Linked DNA regions of Bos taurus: region 1 is linked to region 2. A link is a contact called in public Hi-C data. All regions are on one chromosome and are shown on one strand. Each heading gives the region's core, a stretch centred on a gene start, on an enhancer-like site or on the middle of the called end of the contact. The rest is flanking DNA. Distances are from core to core; before and after follow the strand shown.

What was found. A called contact is a pair of places that touch in the nucleus more often than the background predicts.
Region 1: a Hi-C map of blastocyst shows a contact between it and region 2, with 3 times the contacts expected there. The contact joins two enhancer-like sites. A contact is called at or near these places in 7 of 11 Hi-C or Micro-C datasets (blastocyst, blood, liver and 3 more).

The regions. Positions count from the first base shown.
Region 1 is chr1:116,916,323-116,923,040 of ARS-UCD2.0, reverse strand. The region is part of intron 10 of MED12L (mediator complex subunit 12L); the gene reads left to right. Among named protein-coding and RNA genes, the nearest start is that of GPR171, 28 kb to the right of the region's middle. Within about 2 kb of position 4,335, at least 15 of the 102 cell types and tissues checked have an H3K27ac peak or open chromatin away from gene starts, as enhancers often do. A contact at or near this core is called in blastocyst, where this site is marked.
Region 2 is chr1:116,807,952-116,814,513 of ARS-UCD2.0, reverse strand. All of the region lies in intron 14 of MED12L (mediator complex subunit 12L), which reads left to right. Among named protein-coding and RNA genes, the nearest start is that of GPR87, 30 kb to the right of the region's middle. Within about 2 kb of position 4,228, at least 4 of the 102 cell types and tissues checked have an H3K27ac peak or open chromatin away from gene starts, as enhancers often do. A contact at or near this core is called in blastocyst, where this site is marked.

The sequences.
Region 1 (6,718 bases), core at 3,086-5,585, 110 kb before region 2:
ACAATGATTTTAGTTTATTTGTTTATGGCTGCACTAGGTCTTCATGGCCTTGTACCGGCTTTTTCTCGTTCTGACGAGCAGGGGCTATTCTCTAACTGGGGCGTGTGAGCTTCTCATCGTGGTGGCTCCTCTTGTGGCAGAACTTGGACTCTAGGGTTCTCTGGACCTTAGCAGTTGCCGTGCATGGGCTTCGTTGCCCTGTGGCTGTGGGACTAGGGATCTGACCTGTGTCCCTTACGTTGACAGGTGGAGTCTTAACCACTAGACCACCAGGGAAGTTCCTAAATTTTAGTATTTTGCCCCTAGGAGTGGGGCCCATGCTTATGAGGCCAGATGGACAGTGCTGTTAGCTGAAGGGTCTTGTTGTTGTTCAGCTGCTAAGTCATGTTTGACTCTTGGTGACCCCATGGACTGCAACATGTCAGGCTTCCCTGTCCTTCACCATCTCCCAGAGTTTGCTCAGACTCATGTACATTTGATTCAGTGATGCTATCTAACCATCTCATCCTCTGTTGTCCCCTTCTTCTGCTGCCCTCAATCTTTCCCAGCATCAGAGTCTTTTCCAATGAGTTAGCTCTTTGCATCAGATTGGAGCTTCAGCATCAGTCCTTTCAATGAATATTCAGAATTGATTTCCTTTAGGATAGACAGGTTTGATCTCCTTGCTGTCCAAGGGACTCCCAAGAGTCTTCTTTAGCACCACAATTCGAAAGCATCAATTCTTTGGTGCTCAGCCTTCTTTATGGTCCAACTCTCACAACTATACATGACTACTGGAAAAACCATAGCTTTGACTATACAGACCTTTGTTGGCAAAGTATTGTCTCTGCTTTTTAATTATCTGTCAAGGTTTGTCATAGCTTTTCTTCCAAGAACAGCTATCATTTAATTTCATGACTGCAGTCACTGTCCATAGTGATTTGGAGACCAAGAAAATAAAATCTGTCACTGTTTCCACTTTTTATCCATCTAGTTGCCATGAAATGATGGGACCAGATGCCATGATCTTCGTTTTTGGAATGTTGAGTTTTAAGCCAGCTTTTCACTCTCCTCTTTCACCCTCATTAAGAAGCTCTTTAGTTCCTCTTCACTTTCTGCCATTAGAGTGGTATCCTCTGCATACCTTAGGCTGTTGATACTTCTCCCAGCAATCTTAATTCCAGCTTGTGCTTCATCCAGCTTGGCATTTTGCATGATGTACTCTGCATATAAATTAAGTAAGAAGGGTGACAACATATGACCTTGACATACTCCTTTTCCAATTTTGAACCAGTCTGTTGTTCCATGTCTGGTTCTAACTGTTGCTTCTTGACCTGCATACAGGTTTCTCAGGAGGCAGGTAAAGTGGTCTGGTAGTGCCATCTCTTTTTTAATAAATTTTCCACAGGTTGTTGTGATTCACACAGTCAAAAGCTTTAGCGTAGTTAATAAAATAGAAATAGATGTTTTTTTGGAATTCTCTTGCTTTCTCTATGATCCAGTGGATGTTGGCAGTTTGAGCCCTGGTTTTTCTGCCTTTTGTAAATCCAGCTTGTACATCTGGAATTTCTTGGTTTATGTACTATTGAAGCCTGGCTTGGAGAATTTTGAGCCTTACTTTGCTAGCATGTGAAATGAGCAAAATTGTACAGTAGTTTGAACATTCTTTGGTATTGTCTTTCATTTGGATTGGAATGAAAACTGACCTTTTTCCATCCTGTGGACACTGGAGTTTTCCAAATTTGCTGACATACTGAGTGTAGCACTTTTAACAGCAGCATCTTTTAGAATTTGGAATACCTCAGCTAGAATTCTATCACCTCCACTAGCTTTGTTTGTAGTAATGCTTCCTAAGGTCCTCTTGACTTCACACTCCAGGATGTCTGGCTCTAGGTGAGTGACCACACCATCGTGGTTATCTGGGTCATTAAGACCTTTCTTGTATACTTCTTCTTTTATACTTGCCATCTCTTTTTAATCTCTTCTGCTTCTGTTACGTCCTTATCTGTTTCTGTTCTTTATTGTGCCCGTCCTTACATGAAATATTCCCTTGGTATCTCCAATCTTCTTGAAGCGATCTCTAGTCTTTCCCATTTTATCGTTTCCTCTATTTCTTTGCATTGTTCATGTAAGAAGGTTTTCTTATTTCTCCTTGCTCTTCTCTGGAACTCTGCATTCAGTTGGGTAAGGATCTTACTGATTTTGGAATTTTGGGTCAGTGCTCTCTCATTTGTTTTCTTTATGGAAGTTATTTCTTCTTGTGATTTCTATACAGATAATACATGAAGACATTCTTGATATCAAGAAGTCCCTTTCAGCCCACAGCTCGGTTTCGTCTCCCACTCTTTTGCCCAGACGGGGGCATTTTGGCATGTGTCCCCACTGTGGAGACAGATAGCTTAGATTTGACTCTTAGGTCTGTGACCTATTAATAGCATCTTTAAGACATTTAATAAGTTACTTAGCCTTTGGCCGCGGTTTACTCAACAATCATAGGGTTGTTGTGAAAGTATCAGAGCAGAGCAGACTGTATAACAAATACTCATTACATACAGCAGCTGAAACAACTGTGCGTGTTGGTGCATATCCCTTGGATACTTTGCTTTACGTTTATGTACTTGTATATGAGCACTTAACAACTACAGTAGGTTCAGTTCAGTTCAGTTGCTCAGTCGTGTCCGACTCTTTGCAGCTCCATGAATCACAGCACGCCAGGCCTCCCTGTCCATCACCAACTCTCAGAGTTCACTCAAACTCATGTCCATCGAGTTGGTGATGCCATCCAGCCATCTCATCCTCTGTCGTCCCCCTCTCCTCCTGCCCCCAATCCCTCCCAGCATCAGGGTCTTTTCCAATGAGTCAGCTCTTCGCGTGAGGTGGCCAAAGTATTGGAGTTTCTCTTTAGCATCATTCCTTCCAACGAACACCCAGGACTGGTCTCCTTTAGGATGGACTGGTTGGATCTCCTTGCAGTCCAAGGGACTCTCAAGAGTCTTCTCCAACACCACAGTTCTTTGGCACTCAGCTTTCTTTATAGTCCACCTCTCACATTGAAAGGTTATTGTTAAATCACGTGAAGACACCGGGATTCTTGGCCCCTGGAGGAGAAGAATTCAATCCGGGGCCAGAGACGAGGCTTGATCACTCAGAGCTTTTGTGTAATAAAGTTTTATTAAAGTAAAAAGGAGATAGAGAAAGCTTCTGACATAGGCATCAGAAGGGGGCAGAAAGAGTACCCGCTTGCTAGTGTTAACAGTGAGGTTATATAATCCAAAGAATGTCTGGAGGTTGTAAAGACCTCATCAGACCTACTCCCACAGTTTACATTTTAAGATAACACTGTCCTCAGGCAAGATACGTCCTTGTAAAGACCAGGTCTACTCCCATAATTAACATTTTAAGATAACAGAAGGTTGAATCCAAAGACTGTCCTTAGGCAGGATACATTATTGTTATATAATCCTAAGGAATGTGGAGAAAGAAAAAAAGTTTGTCCTTTCTTCCTCCTTGAGAATTCCAGACCCCTCTCTCCTTGGGGACCCCTAGACTCCCTATCAACCTGCCTAGGAAATGACTCTCTCAACATCCATACATGACCACTGGAAAAACCATAGCCACTGGTTCTGCGCTGTTGCATTCCTTCTCTAACACATGCTAGATGAGATGATTGTACAAGGCAGGGATCTGTCTTTTCCATTTTCAGTATCTACTGCAGCCCCTGGCACACAGTAGATTCAATAGATATTGTTAATCAAACAGTAAAAGCAAGGCAGGCTTCCCTGGCAGCTCAGATGGTAAAGAATGTGCCTGCAGTGCAGGAGACCTGGGTTCAATCCCTGGGTTGGAAAGATAGCAGGTGCATTCTTTACCACTGAGCCACCAGGAAAGCCCTCTTGACCCCTTAGTTTGGTGCTTTTTCTCTGACTGTAACTTTATGAGTCATGGCTCAGTTTCTCCATGTCTCTCTCCTGGTCTTGTGTATCCCATTTGCCTGTGTGTAGTTACAGGCTAGGAGGTACGTGCTGTGGATTTTGTCATCTTCATACTATCTGTCAAAGTACCAATATGAAAAGTTCTCTGTTACTTGAAGACTCCAACTCTGGCTTATAGTGTTTGGGATGATGAAGTACTTTTCTTGAATGGTGCAGAGGTGTGTTTTTCTTGCCTAATGGGTATTTAAAGCCAGCAGCCATGAAGCTGTGTTGTGAAAGATACGTATCACATGGAAATAAATATTTTTGCACAGGGCAACAGACTACTGTGATGCTGGAAGCACCGAGGGTGGGCGGGAAAGCCCAGAGAAGCTTGGAGCCATGGTGCACCTGGGGTAGGGTCGAGATGACCTTGCACGTTGTTTTAATACAGTGTTGTTCTACCACCGGTGTGATGGAAAAACCTGAATCATCTTTTTGGCCAACCCAGTAGTTGATTGGCCTTCTCTGGTGACTCAGAGGTATAGAATCTGTTTGCCAATGGAGGAGACAGAAGAGATGCAGGTTCGATCCCTGGGTTGGGAAGATCCCCTGGAGGAGGGCATGGCAACCCACTCTAGTATTCTTGCCTGGAGAATTCCATGAATAGAGGAGCCTGGCTGGCTATAGTCCATGGGGTTGAAATGAGTTGGACTCAATTGAAACGAGTCCAGATAACCTCAGATATGCAGATGACACCACACTTATGGTAGAAAGTGAAGAAGAACTAAAGAGCTTCTTGATGACAGTGAAAGAGGAGAGTGAAAAAGTTGGCTTAAAGCTCAACATTCGGAAAACTAAGATCATGGCATCTGGTCCCATCACTTCATGGCAATTAGATGGGGAAACAATGGAAACAGTGACAGACTTTATTTTCTTGGGCTCCAAAATCACTGCAGATGGTGATTGCAGCCATGAAATTAAAAGACGCTTGCTCCTTGGAAGAAAAGTTATGACCAACCTAAACTGCATATTAAAAAGCAGAAACACTACTTTGCCAACAAAGGTCCGTCTAGTTCAAAGGTATGGTTTTTCTAGTGGTCATGTATGGATGTGAGAGTTGGGTGATAAAGAAAGCTGAGTGCCGAAGAATTGATGCTTTTGAACTGTGGTGTTGGAGGAGAGTCTTGAGAATCCCTTGGACAGCAAGGAGATCCAACCAGTCCATTCTAAAGGAGATCAGTCCTGAATATTCATTGGAAGGACTGATGCTGAAGCTGTAACTCCAATACTTTGGCCACCTGAAGTGAAGAACTGACTCATTTGAAAGACCCTGATGCTGGGAAAGATTGAAGGTGGGAGGAGAAGGGGATGACAGAGGATGAGATGGTTGGATGGCATCACCGAATTAATGGGCATGAGTTTGAGTAAACTCTCGAGTTGGTGATGGACAGGGAGGCCTGGTGTGCTGTAGTCCATGGGGTCGCAAGGAGTTGGACATGACTGAGCGACTGAACTGAACTGTGCTGAGGCCTTTTATCATGCAGATATCTTTCACAAGATTGAGCGGAGAGCAGCGCATATTGTCAGTCCCTGGTAGAGTGATTTTTTTTTCCTTGTGTTCAAAGAATTGCCCCAAGTCTTCACTGCCCATCAAAGACCCAAATCCAGACCGTCACGCTGAAGATGAGTGGGTGAGGCACTATAATTAATACCTGGTTTCATGAACTACTTGAGGCAGGTGAAGGGGCAGTACCCCCAGAAGAAGCAGGAGTGCTGTTCCCAGAAGAAGGAGAGGATGGTGGGTGGGCCGAGCTTGCACCTCGTCTGAGGTCTGAGAACTTCCCTTCTTGCGAGGCAGCAGCAGTAGTCGTGCACCTCTGACTTCCTATTTCCTGTGTTCCGTTGCAAGCCTGTCTTATCTGCCTTTCCTATTTATGCATCTTTACTTAGATGTTGAAATATTACTCTTTGCTGCAGAAAAATAAAAACAAAGCAAACATCACACAGGCTCCGCTAGTTCCACTGCTGAAAGCAGTTCTCTGGCTTCTGAACCAGCTGTGTGGATCTTTCTCTTCCTCTCAGGTCACCCGGTTTTCTCTGATTTGGTCCATTAGGTGCCCCTTTCAAACTCTGGAGGGAAAGTTTGTCAATCTGGGGAGCTGGGAGGGGGAAGTGTCTTGGTATTATGCTTCATGGTTGTCTGGAAGACTCAATTGTTTTTACTTTAAGATAATTTCCTTGGGCTGTATTCTTGAGATTGCGAACATTTTAAAGACTCTTGTTTCATAGTAGAAATTAAGTCCGAAAAGAAAATAACCAGTTTTTATTCGTACAGAGTAATACATGAGACTGTTAATATCTGATGCCTAGAAGGCCTGGTGGCAATACATATTTATTGATGAATTAGTAAGTAAATGAATTAATGAGGCTACTACCTATTTTGTGGTACTCTTTGGTGAGTTATCATTAAACTCTTTTTCTTAGGTTTTTAATCTTGTTTATTGTAGCCTTCCTATAATTGCCATTTAATCAGAAGTCCTCTGCCCCTGTAATTCTTTGAAGCTCCACATTACTTTTTTTTTTTAAAAAAAATTGACTTATAGTTCCTTTACAATGGAGTGCTTCTACTGTACAGCAAAGTGAATAGCTATACCCCACTTTTTGGGTGTCTGTCCCATTTCAGTCACCAGAGAACATTACTTTGCATAGATTTCTCTGTGCTTTGAGTAGATTCTCATTAGTTAATCTATTTTATACATAATATCAGTACTATATGTGCAAGTCAATGGTAGCTTCTCAATTGATCCAATCCCCTTGGTGTCCAT
Region 2 (6,562 bases), core at 2,979-5,478:
GAGGTGGAGGGCTGCTCGTGGTGCTGACCACTGGGGTAGAGACCAGGCTCTGTTTGCCGCACCCTCCTTACAGGAAACTTGTGGGAGAGGAAGAACTTCTCTCTGCCCTTCGGGGCTCCTCTGGCTGGTCCAAGAATTAAACTGACGTGAGATTGATTAACAGGAGAAAAACAAAAATTTAAAAACATGTATATGTGGGAGAGACCAGGAAGACTGAGTAACTCACCAAAATGGCAGAAGTCACCACCTCACATACCATCTTCAGCTAAAGACAAAAGATGTTAGGGGTAGTGGTTTGGGAATTCACAGGAAGATGAAAAAGAGCAAGTGTTTGCTGAACAAATGTTTGCTCTGCTGTGCAGAGACAATGGGACAGAGAGGCGTTTTAACAAACATTGCGCTGCGTCCCTCTGTGTCTGCGCAACTAGTTCCTTTTACGCTACGCGGATCTGTAGTGGTAGCGCCCTTCAGGGAAGAGATCCTCTATCTAAATTCTTTTAGACAGTTGGGGGAAGGTCAGAGGTTCCTGAGTCTTTGGGGCCTGGCTTATTTTCAGCTCAAAATAATTGACAGATCAAAGAGACACATTTGGGGTTGGCAAGTTTTGCTCCCCTTTCCTTCAGCAGCAGCCACACAGTGTAAACAGCTGTTCAGAAACAGGTGGTGATTGGGGCTCCCCGGAAATGTGAAACTAGCATTTGAGTAAAGAAGCATTTTGGCATCCATGAACCCATCTGTTAGATAAGAGGTGCTGCTATTGTCAGTTGTGTTTTCCCCACGTTAATTTTTCCACATTTGAGCATTACTGACAAATAGATCACACGTAGGACTTCAGTAATCTCATCATGTGTTAATCTTTTGCTCAAAGTGTGATGCTAATATTACTGTTTTGAAAGCGAGAGGCAGGGCCCTCTTTGTATTTTTGGTTCCTTTCAGGCCTTATAACATCACTTGTAATGTCCCAAGGAGGGCTCCAGTGTCCTTCCCACTGAAAAACAGTGTGCAGTTAACAGGTAGAAGTACTCCGAACTTGGCTGTAAATCCCTCATCAAAGTGTGTGACTCGGAAACAGATAAGAAAGAAACTCTGCCCTGGAAGGCTCTTTTTAATTTTTATTTTATGTTGGAGTGTAGTTAATTAATGCTGTGTTAGTTTCAAGTGTACAGCAAAGTGATTCACTTATACCTATCCATGTATCTGTTCTTTTTCAAATGCTTTTCCCATTGAGGTTATTACAGAATATTGAGCAGATGGAAGACTGTTTATTAGGCTGCTGCATTGCAGGTGTGTTCACTCAGGTGCCCAGACTGTGGACTCATAGTTTAATGTGTCAAATTCAGTTGGACCTAAAAACGTAAGAAGCGTTTGCAGTTATAGTAGTCAGTAGTACTTATTTATAAGCTTATGATATGCCCCATGCTGCTTTAGATACTTTATATGTACTTACTATGTAGTAGGCAGTATTCCACGCCCTGGGGATGACATAGTGACTAAATCAGACCCAAGTCCCTTTCCTCATGAAGGGCATTACTTATTTTGAGTCTTATATACAGACTCAGTATTAACTATGGTGTGCTTAGTCGCTCAGTTCTGTCCAGCTCTTTGCAACCCCATGGACTGTAGCCTGCCAGGCTCCTCTGTCCATGGGGATTCTCCAGGCAATACTGGAGTGGGTAGCCATTCCCTTCTCAATGGGATCTTCCTGACCCAGGAATCGAGCCTGGGTCTCTTGTGCTGCAGGCGGCAGTAGTCACTATTGAATCTTAATAATCTCCGCAGAGGCCCCGAGGGACCCAGAGCTGGTTTAGGAAAGCTTCTCACTTGACTGTGCTTGGGGGCACCCATTCCCCGTCCTTCCCCAGGGCCTATATAGAGTCCTCACTGCTGCTTTGACTGGGGCTAAGAGCACCCGTGTGCCTGCAGAGGCTTGCTGGCTTCAGCTGTAGGCAGATCTGGTAGGCAAATACAAGGAAGTACAAATGGATATAAGGATGATTACCAGGGCTATGGCAGAGTCCTTCAGATGTAAACATTCTGCTGATTAAATGGACGATTAGGCATTAACAGTCTCTTAACTGTGGCTCTCAAGGCTTCCTTGGTTTATTGCACGAGGTTCTGTTTGTTCTGACAACCTCAGAAACACCCACTAATTGTCCCCTTGTGCTCTTATGCTTCTTGCCTTGTCCACGGGGCGCTCCACATTTGTATGGAGCATGACTATGATGGAAATGATCATTACATTAAAATTTACTTGATCTGCCCATTTTCTTCTTAATACCAGGAGTTGCAAAGCCCAAGGCCAAAGGGATAGCCCTATGGGTGGTCCCCTGATAGCAGGTAGTCCAGACAAGTGTGAGACCCTTGGGGATCCAGCAATTGTGAAGTGTAGCGATCATGGCCCACCCAAGTGGGCAGCTGCTTCTCAACTAGACCTTGTCAGCATCCCTCATTGCCTCCTCTGTGGATAGGTCAGTGTTGTCAGAGCCTCGAATGGTGATTGTATGTGTCATTTTAAACACCTGTTGTGTTTATGTGTTTTAACTCAAGGAGCTCTCACAACAGCTCTATGAGCTGGGTTGGTTCCACCTCTTTCTTAGACGCAAAACCAAGGCACAGAGATTCCACAGAGCCTCTCCTGGAGCCGGTGCTCCTCTTAACTGCACTATTATGTCTACATGTTGTCATCTAAGTCAGATGCTTCTGTAGGCCTGATGTCTTGTGGGCTGAAACAGACCCTGACTGTGCCTGGCTTGTGGAAGGCTGGTTTGTGACCTCTGCTGTGTAGTGAGTTGTCCAGGCAGGAAACCAGGGGATTCAGAACAGTGCTCACCAGCAAGGACTGGATCAAAGCGCAGGTACACGACATCCCAGACATTTGACGGAGGAGGGCTCTCTTTGTATCAGAAGCTTTTGCGCCCAGTTTACATGGGAGCCAGTTGAGGGCCAGCTATTTCTCTTTTTACAGACGAGAGAAGAGAGCTTGGGAGGATTTAACCAAGTTGTTCAAGTGAGGAGGTAGCTGGACAGGACTTTGCAGCCAAAGTTTAAACTCAAGAGTTTAGGATCCTTCTCCAGCTCAACAGCTGTTTTCTACATCCACATGAACAGTGAACACTGATTCATTAATTCATCAAGCATCAGACAGTCCTTGTTGGGCACACAGGAAGAGTGTATTTTCTTATCACGAAATCTGGTTGTATGCCCGTGTAACATTTTATTCCAAGGTAGAGATGGCTCAGATGGTAAAGAATCTGCTTGCAATGCAGGAGCTGGGTTCTATCCCTAGGTTGGAAAGGTATCCTGGAGAAGTGTACCCACTCCAGTATTCTTGCTTGGAGAATCCCATGGACAGAGGAGCCTGGCAGGCTACAGTCCATGGGGTTACAAAGAATTGGACATGATTGAACAACTAACACTTTCACAGAGAGAGATGGCAGGCATTTAAGTGGTGCAGGTGATGATGAATGGTCAAGTTAGTGGTTAAAGGCTGTACTTGCCTTGGAATTAGGGAAGATGAAAACTTAAGTATCCAGGAAAAACTTGGTGAGTTATCTGGTTATCTTATCTTCTCAAGATTGCATATCTCAAGACAGAGTATCTGTGCTAGTAGAACTTTTGGCTGTAGGGGCTTATTGCCAGTGGGGCAAGGTCTCTTCTTATGTTTTTTTATTTTTATTTATTTATTTTAAAATACTTATTTGCTTGCCTGTACTGGGTCTTAGTTGCAGCATATGAACTCTTATTTACAGCATGTGGGATCTAGTTCCCTGACCAGGGATTGAACTCGGGGCCTCCTGCATTGAGAACTCAGAGTCTTAGCCACTGGATCACCAGGGAAGTCCCTTGTGGTTTCTCAGTAAATGTTTGAGAAACTTTTAAGAAAAACCTGAAGCTGCCACCTGTTTTTCCCTGTGTTTCTGGGTTGCCCTTCTTGGCCTCCACTCACTTGGGAACTCTGAAGCAGTTCTGACTCTGTTAGGTCATTGTTCGTATACTTGACTAGCCATCTGTACCACCCGGGGAGCTTTATATGTGGATTCTAAGACCCTACTTCAGTAAACCAGTCACAATCCATGTTTTTGGCTCAGGACTGTTACTTTCAAAAACTTCTGGGTAAGTCAGAAATATGGCCTGGGGGTGAGCATCCTGGCCTTGCTGTTTTGGAGCCTCTGATCTCACAACATTTGGAGAAACTTTTATCCTCCGGCCAGATGTTTTGCTTCCTGCTTTGTTTAGCTGCCTCCAGGCACCTGGTCCTTATCAGTTACTGTTGTAGGTTTGGACACCATGTAGACTTGTGCCCTGAGAGCAGCAATTGTGATGATCGGAGGACTAGGAGGGTGGTATTAGTGAGAGGAGAGAATCGTAGAGAGACCTAGAGAGAGAGAATAGAGCTACAGCATACAGAGATCAGGTAAAACCCAAAGAGGAAAAGCCAGAATATCATCAGGGGCTCATGTAGCAAAACCAGTGATGTCTGACTTCTGGGCCCTTAAGTTTCTATTTCAGCCTGTCTTCTCTTATTACTCCTTTCCTGCATTGGGTGTCAGTGAATGACATAAATCTATTCTTACGCTGTCTGTCGTTACTCCTTTGTAGCAGAAAAGTTTTAGGAGTGGACTCTTCCTTTATTTATGCACCTCACGTTGTGTGTCAGTCAGATTTTGAAAGCTGGCCTCAGGTGTCCCAGAGTGTCGAGCTTGTGGAAACCTGGTCATATTTGTGACTCAGGTATTGCAATGCAGGATGTAAAGTCCACCCTGCATTACCATTTTGTATTTCCTTGAGATTTTTGCTGGTCATTTTGTGGATATGCTTAAATGTGATGATTAGCTTGTAAACATTTTTCCCGATTAGAATTGGAAATAATGCATCATATTATTGTTTGCAAAAATATTTTATCCTGACAAACTATTGATCATATTTTGTGTATTTAAATAGTATTTTGCTATGATGATTAACAACACAAATAACTTGGCTTTATTCAACACTGGACACCAGTTTCAATATAAAATAAATAAAATAATGATGATGGAAATAGTAATAGTATAATGGATAGAGGACATATTTCCTTCTTCCAGGATTCTACAAAAAAAGAAGATAAAAAGATAACATAATCGATGTTCTGTTCTGGTTTGTCTCTGATTTTTTTTTTTTTTGATGCTTTGTTTTATGCTGAGTAGTTCTATGTTCCCTCAACTTCTTCCCATTTCACTCTGTGGAACTCTTAAGATTAAAATACCATGGGACTTCATCCGCATTAATCTCAAAACCCTCCACATACCCCCAGTATGATTGCCACCCCTAGCCCACGCCCCATGCTCACATGCACTCACACATTTGCTTTCCCTAGCATCATTTCCAGGTTGGACTCTGCCTCGTCAGTACTAAGACTGGTTATATAAAACATCCCTTGTGTATTTGTCCTTCCAATAGAGTGAGTCTAATACATGGAATCCTCCAGTGTCTGTTATTGTTTCCAGTCAGTTTCCATCCAGCCTGTCAACAACTGCCATAAAAGTTGGTTTACTTATTTCTATAAATGTCTTAGTTTGTTCCTTGCCCCCAAATCGTTTTTTGCAGTAAGTACAAAAACAACTTTACTGTTATGACCTTATCCCCACATTTTTCCCCTTTGGCTTTGTTGGACAGTTTGCCACACCAGAACATTTTGCTCTTTCTCACTTACTGTCTTGGTACTTACTCACATTAGCCCTGTATAATTAAGTTTTTTATTTCTCCCTATGACTTTGTAGTGTCCCATAATTTATGTAGTCATTATATGAAGATTTTCGATAAACCTATTTTAACTGCAGGAGCTATTTACTGGGTTATATCATTTTTTAAAAAGTTAAAAAGGCTTTTCCGGCAAGTGATGTATTATGCTGTGTGTGTTTGTATTGGGGGGAATCATGGTTGCAACAGGATTCTACTCGACATTGAGAAATACACTGGGATAAGAATACAGAGAATTTTAGTACAAGACCCCTTAGAAACACTATAGGAAACTATAGAGAAATTAAAAGGAAATGAGTTAGGAGTTCCCTGGCGGTCCAGTGGTTAGGATTTGGGATTTTCATTGTTGGGGTCAGGTTCAATTCCTGGTCTGGGAACTAAGATCCTGCAAGCCTCATGGTGTGGCCAAAAAAGGGGAAGTGAGTTTGAAAGTTGCCATCTTAAAGGATCTGTGAAGAAGGTGGTATCTCAAGTGGTTCTTGCTAGATGTCTCTTTGATGTCTAGACTCAGTCTAGAAAGTCCTTCAGGATAAAGAGAATGGTATGACCAAAGTCACCAACTGGGGAAGGAAAGTCAGCAGAGGCGGGTGGGATAGAGTGTGAGCATTTTGATCATCATGCTGAGGTGTTCATAATTCATGATACCGTGACATTTTTGAGCTTTTTGGTAAAAATAATTGAAATTGAAGATGTGCTTTAAAAACTAATCTGGTAGAAAAACATGGAATGCAGGCATGCCTTTTTGTGTTTCCTCTGTGAAAGCATTAAATCCTGCCAAAGTCAGTGCATTGATTTAGGGTAGTGGAAGAGGGTAGCAGGATTTATA